Regions from separate parts of the Danio rerio genome. Here region 2 is linked to region 1. A link is a contact called in public HiCAR-type data. All regions are on one chromosome and are shown on one strand. Each heading gives the region's core, a stretch centred on a gene start, on an enhancer-like site or on the middle of the called end of the contact. The rest is flanking DNA. Distances are from core to core; before and after follow the strand shown. Region 1 overlaps srgap2 (SLIT-ROBO Rho GTPase activating protein 2). Region 2 has its middle 17 kb from the start of zgc:101564.

Region 1 (3,292 bases), core at 360-2,859:
ATTATTATTCTCCATGTATACATAGACATTAGATTAAACATTAGGTCATGAAAATTTACTTGTGTGTCCTGGAAAAGTCATGGAAAAATCATGGAATTTTTGTCGTAAAAATGAATATGAACCCTGATTATATCTTATTACACCCAAAACTGCTTACTAGTAGTAATATAATATTAACTAAAATTGAATTAGTCAAAGGTGGCTTACAAATTATGTTGCTAATCAAGTGCAAAGTATTTAATAAAAATGTTGATTGCCATACATTTTTTTTAACCTCCAAAGGCCCAAGGTGTTTTTTACAAGCATTTTTTATTTATCTTTGCTATTTGGGCTTATTGAAACCTAATTAGAATAAAAAAAAAGTATCATCTTTTGATATGATGTACTCTTAGAGGAAAATTATGCCCATATATGTGGACTCATAGTCCCAATTTACATAAAACACTTTTTCCTGAAAGAAAAAATGTTTTAATGTGTTTTGACTATCAGAGTAAAAACTTTTTTTCCCCTATTTTGGACAGTTAAAATAGTGTTTGGGACATTTCATATGCTGCAAAACAGTTGCAGGATGACACTGTATGTCTGTAACAAAATATAAAACATTCAAAGCATTTTAAATAATCACTCAAGAGCTAAAATGTGCTGTCCACGTATGTGGCCACTAAGCCCTAAGAGGTTAAATCTAAGAGTCTGCAGTTAATGCACATCTTGTTTGTTTCATTTCAAATCCATTGTGTTAACAAAATGTTATTAAAATATTCTTTCTTTCGTTTTTTATTAGTCTGTCTCAGTACAGTGACGACAACATGATGGACCCCTACAACCTGGCTATCTGCTTCGGCCCCACACTCATGTCTGTTCCTGAGGGCCACGATCAGGTCTCCTGCCAGGCACATGTGAACGAGCTCATCAAAACCATTATTATCCACCACGAGAGCATCTTTCCAGGGCCCCGTGAGCTGGAGGGCCCCGTCTACGACCGTGGAGGAGCCCCTGAGGAATACTGGTGAGTCTAGACTCCTTGTGAGGGAATTCAAAAACACACTCACACACAAAATAAAGGAGAAAAGCATGAAAACGAGGCACATAATCTTGGCAGAATTCATTGGCAGTGAATTTTGGCCCCACGTTTTATTGAAGCAGCTGCTCAGCCCAACCACAAAACCAGAAATGAGTTGATCAGACAGGCTTGATTTAATGCACAACCGGTTAGACGTGATGAATTGAGCTTTATAAAGATAAAGAGACATTATAAAGAGCAACAGAGCCCTACTGGGAGTCGGTTGCTTTTTAAAGTTTACTTCCTACATATATTATGCTCATTCAAGCCGTCAGTTCAAGGGTTGAAGACACAGATCCGTTTCTGACTCTCAGCATGTGTCAGCACACAAAGTAGTCTCCCAAAAGAACACCAGACTCGTAAAACATCATCATGAGCAGTCCGTTTTCGATTAAAGCCAAGGTTATCCTCCAAGCTTAAGGCTAAGTGCTAATGAAATGCCCTCCTGGAGCTTTTTAATAAATGCTTTGGATGTTGAAGAGGAAGTGACTTTAGATTGCTGTCACCGTAAATAGAAAGCAACGTGTCTGGATGTGAGATGCAGGCTTAGAGACGTGGCTCATTTCTTGTGGTTTTGATTCACAGGATTGTTTGGATTGCATGGGTGGTGTAATTAAGACTTTGAGCTGCTGAGATGATGTGTTTTTAGCTTTTAGGGTTTAGTAAGAATCTCCTTTTGCTTTCCTGAGGCTTTGAGTCACGTCAAGTCAAGACACATTTACATTATACTGTATATGTGCATGTGTCTATATAAATATTACAATTATTTTATTCTTTTTTAAAGTATTTCACAAGTGTTGTTTAACAGAAAGAAGATTTTTTCAATACATTTTTAAACATAATTATTTTTAATAACTAATTTTGAATATGCATTTGTATTTTTCGTAGTTACAATAAATAATATTTTACTAGTTACTTTGCAAGATACAAGTGAAGAGTTCTGATGCAAAAATCTCTAAATGCCATCTGAAATGTCCTCCTTAAATGATCATTTTTGTCAGCCTCCTATGTTTATGTTCAGTTGTTTCACTCTAAAGGCAATGTAAATAACTTATTCGTCACTATAAAAGTAAAATGGGTTGACGCGGTGGCGCAGTAGGTAGTACTGTTGTCTCACAGCAAGAAGGTTGCTGTTCCGCTGCATCAAACATGTGCTGTATAAGTTGGCGTTTCACTCCGCTGTGGCGACCCCAGATTAATAAAGGGACTAAACCGAAAAGAAAATGAATGTATAAATGAATGAATAAAAGTAAAATGACTGAGCCTACACACAAAAGCCGGAGAAAAATGCTAATTTTAGAAAGTTTTTTAGAAATATCAGATGGCTTTTAGAGGTTTTTGCATCTAAACTCTTCAAGTATTCAGCTTAAAGTGTAATATAAGGGCTATACGAGGTTAATTAGGCAGGTCATTAGACAACAGTGGGTTGTTTTGTAGCCAATTGGAAAAAAACAAACATATACATACATATATTTTTCCTTATTCCAGCCAAACAAAAAAATAAGACTATATATATATATATATATATATATATATATATATATATATATATATATATATATATATATATATATATATATATATATATATATATATATATGTATATATTATATTATATTATATTAGGGCTGCACGATATTGGAAAATTATGACAATGTGATATTTTGTTTTACTGTGATATATTTTGTGAAATGAAAACTCACCAGATCGATTTGGAAAGTATTCATTGATTTCTTAATGAATAACTCATAAAATGTTATAAATTAAAAATAAAAGTGGTCCCTTGCTATTACGCGGTTCATTTTTTGCAGCCTAGCAGTTCCGCAGATTTCTTTCATGCGTTTTGACATGTTTTTTTTTCTACAGCACATTGTGTTCTGCGTCCTGATTTGCTATAGACCATTGTCAGTCAATCTCCTCCATGCCACATCTCCTGCACAGTACAGAATGTGTTTAGCTTGCCAAATTGACATAAATCTCTGATCGTTAACAGTGCAATACTGTATGTTTGCAAGTTATCTCCCCACAATGTCGACGGAAAAATCTGCTCCCAAAAGGCAGAGAAAGATGCTAACCATCGCACAAAAGCTATGAACTTCTGGACATGCTGAAGGAAGGTAGAAGTTGTGCAGGATTATGGCACCATTACGGAATAAATAAATGAAGATCAAATAGTTTTGATTTTTAGACTCATTCTATAATACTGGACTTATTTTTCTACAAAGGTTTGAA
Region 2 (3,292 bases), core at 403-2,902, 180 kb before region 1:
ATATTGATGTGTGTGTATCCGCAGCTGTATTCTATCTAGACTTTACCCTCCACCAATCAGCTGTAGTGTGTGTGGTGTGTTGTCTAGTAACATATGGCTGATGTCACCCCAGATAGCTTGCGAATGTGGGCCACTTTAGGCAGTTATGTGGCACTGGTGGTATTTCCTTCAGCCCAGACAAAATGAATGTGAGCCTGAAGTGACCCCCCTGTACAATGGCAAAGGGGGACCAAAGATTAAAATTCATATATGGGCCATTTAGGGCAAAGATTTGGCATTTATGGCAAAATGTAATCTGAATGTCAGCCTAATGTCGACCATGTGAAAAATGATAAATTTGGCCCAAATAATAGAGGACAAATGTGTTCCACAGTTGGCAAAAATGTGGCACAGTCATTTAAGGGTAATCTGGGTCTAAGCCTATAAAGTAGCTCACACGTGTAAGTGCATATGTGGCCCAGCCATCTTAAGACATATATGTGCCGTCTTTGATAAATATTTGGCACAGTAAGTTCTGGCTACTGCGGCTGTGAGCCTAATGTGGCCCAGTTATTTTAAAACATACGTGGGCCACTTTTAGCAAATATTCAGCACAGTAAACTCTGGCTAATGCAGCCGTTAGCCTATAGTGGCCCAGTTAACCTGAAACAAATTTGGGCCACTTTTGGCAAATATTTGGCATAGTTCGCTCTGGCTAATGTGGCTTTGAGCTTAAAGCAGCTCAGAGAAGATATGGCAAATGTGGCCCAGTTATCATAAAACATATGAGGACCACATAGACTAAAGTCACCATCATAGAGAAAAGTGTTTGCTTTAAAGTGTTTGCCTGAATCTCTTAATATGAATTTTCTTTTGAGTTGAAGTAACTTTCAGAACTTGAAAAGTTTAATCATTACAGCAACAAAGCAAAGCAAAGCAAAGCAAAGCAAAGCAAATCAAAGCAAACCAAAGCAAAGCAAAAAATGAAATAAAAAATTAAATAAAATAAAAAATAAAATTAAGTGAGCATATCTGATAGAAATATATAATAAATATATATTATATATATAAATATATAATATATAAAATATATAAATACAATTGAAACTGTACACATTCAACAACAAATTATAATTCATTCATTCATTTTCTTTTCGACTTGTTAATCTGGGGTCGCCACAGTAGAATGAACCACCAACTTATCCAGTATGTTTTTACAACTTATCAATGAGAAACACTCATACACTCTCATTCACACACATACACTACAGACAATTTTAGTTTACCCAATTCATCTGTACCACATTTCTTTAGACTTGTGGGGGAAACCAAAGCACCCAGAGGAAACACGAACACAGGGAGAACATGCAAACTCCACATAGAAATGCCAACTGAACCAGCCGTGGCTCGAACCAGAGACCTTCTTGCTGTGAGGCGACAGCACTACCTACTGTGCCACTGCATCGCCCACAACAAGCAAAATGTTATGTGTGTTGTCTCTTCTGATTTGTTATTTCCAGTTTAGATTGAGCACACAAGCCAGTTTTGTGCTCGACAGCATGTGATTTTATCCATTAACAAGATGAAAGTGGCAAGACTAAACATTTGGTGTGGTGGTATCATTATGTTGCGCAATATATAATTTTTAACATTCATGCTCCTGATTGCGTTTGTCAGGAAGTGTTCACACACACAAAGAGCTGCTTGACAAATGAATTACTAAGGTGTGGAAGGGTGCAAATAAAAACAAAGACTGTTTTGATAGATGAGCCTCAAATACTGAAAGGTGTTGTTCAAGTTACGATGTGTCTGAACAGTTATTATAATTTATCACAGCTAAAGTAAGTCAGCATTTTCTAGAGAAATGTCAGTTTAATCTGAAGTGGAAAATAACTTTAGTCAGGAATGTGGTTTGGTGTAAAGCTGAAATGTTTCAATTTAAGAGTTAATAAAGAGTTAAGAGTTAATAAACATTCTCATCTTTTCATATTTGCTCTTTTGAGATTATGGGCATGAATACTTGACACAGGCAGCACTGTGGAACAGTGGGTAGCACAATCGCCTCACAGCAAGAAGGTCACTGGTTCGAGCCCCGGCTATATCAGTTGGCATTTCTGTGTGGAGTTTGCATGTTCTCCCCATGTTCATGTGGGTTTCCTCCGGGTGCTTTGGTTTCCCCCACAAGTCCAAAAACATGTGGTATAGGTGAACTGGGTGGGCTAAATTGTCTATATTGTTTGTGTATAGATGTTTCTCAGTGATGGGTTGCAGCTGGAAGGGCATCCGCTTTGTAAAACATATATACTGGATAAGTTGGCGGTTCATTCCCCTGTGGCAACCCCAGATTAATAAAGGGACTAAGCTGAAAAGTAAATGAATGAATAAAAACCTGATACACTGGGGAGGTAAATCAAATATGACACAAATTATGATTTATTGACACCAAATATGTTTAATATTCTAGCAGTAAGGTGCTTTGAGGGTCTGTGAAAGTGCTAAATTATTAATAAATGAATAAATTAAATGAATTAATTACCAAACATTTATACCAAGATAAATACTTAAATATGTTAGCGTAAAAGAAATAAGCAAATTCATAAATATCCAACACTATGTTTATTGGGGGCGACGCAGTGGCGCAGTAGGTAGTGCTGTCACCTCACAGCAAGAAGGTCGCTGGTTCGAGCCTTGGCTGGATCAGTTGGCGTCTCTGTGTGGAGTTAGATTGTTCTCCCTGCCTTCGCGTGGGTTTCCTCCGGTTGCTTCGGTTTCCCCCACAGTCCAAAGACATGTGGTACAGGTGAATTGGGTAGGCTAAACTGTCCGTAGTGTATGAGTGTGAATGAGTGTGTATGGATGTTTCCCAGAGATGGGTTGCGGCATCCGCTGCTTAAAACAGGTGCTGGATAAGTTGGTGGTTTATTCCGCTGTGGCGACCGCAGATTAATAAAGGGACTAAGCTGAAAAGAAAATGAATGAATGGATGTTTATTGGGTTTTTACAATGCTTTTACATAAAACAAAGTACAGTAGGTCAATCATCACCAAATATACTGCCCTCAAAGTTATTTTATGGCAGCTATAGGTCTAGCCAACAAATCTCAATTAACCCTTTGTTTATCAATTAATGTAGTATCCCCTAAGAGGTTGAGTTTAAGCCAGGGGTGCCCAAACTATAGCTGTGGGCCAAAGATAAATATACCAAACAGTTTTACATTAAAGTTGCCATTCATTCATTCATTCTCTTTTCGAATTAGTTTATTTATTAATCTGGGTTCGCCAAAGTTGCCATGGGTAATTTCCTTATTTTATAA

What was found. HiCAR-type assays count read pairs that join an accessible place to other places.
Region 2: a HiCAR-type map of caudal fin shows a contact between it and region 1, with 4 times the contacts expected there. The contact joins two enhancer-like sites. A contact is called at or near these places in 6 of 18 Hi-C or Micro-C datasets (caudal fin, embryo, fibroblasts and 1 more) and 1 of 4 datasets of contacts at active chromatin or transcription factors (caudal fin).

Annotation. Positions count from the first base shown.
Region 1 is chr11:23,519,963-23,523,254 of GRCz12tu, reverse strand. srgap2 (SLIT-ROBO Rho GTPase activating protein 2) reads left to right here. Exons shown (of 23, transcript NM_001048235.1): 18 at 782-1,006. Among named protein-coding and RNA genes, the nearest start is that of ikbke, 22 kb to the right of the region's middle. Within about 2 kb of position 1,609, at least 1 of the 62 cell types and tissues checked has an H3K27ac peak or open chromatin away from gene starts, as enhancers often do. A contact at or near this core is called in caudal fin, where this site is marked.
Region 2 is chr11:23,699,526-23,702,817 of GRCz12tu, reverse strand. No RefSeq gene overlaps it. Among named protein-coding and RNA genes, the nearest start is that of zgc:101564, 17 kb to the right of the region's middle. Within about 2 kb of position 1,652, at least 2 of the 62 cell types and tissues checked have an H3K27ac peak or open chromatin away from gene starts, as enhancers often do. A contact at or near this core is called in caudal fin, where this site is marked.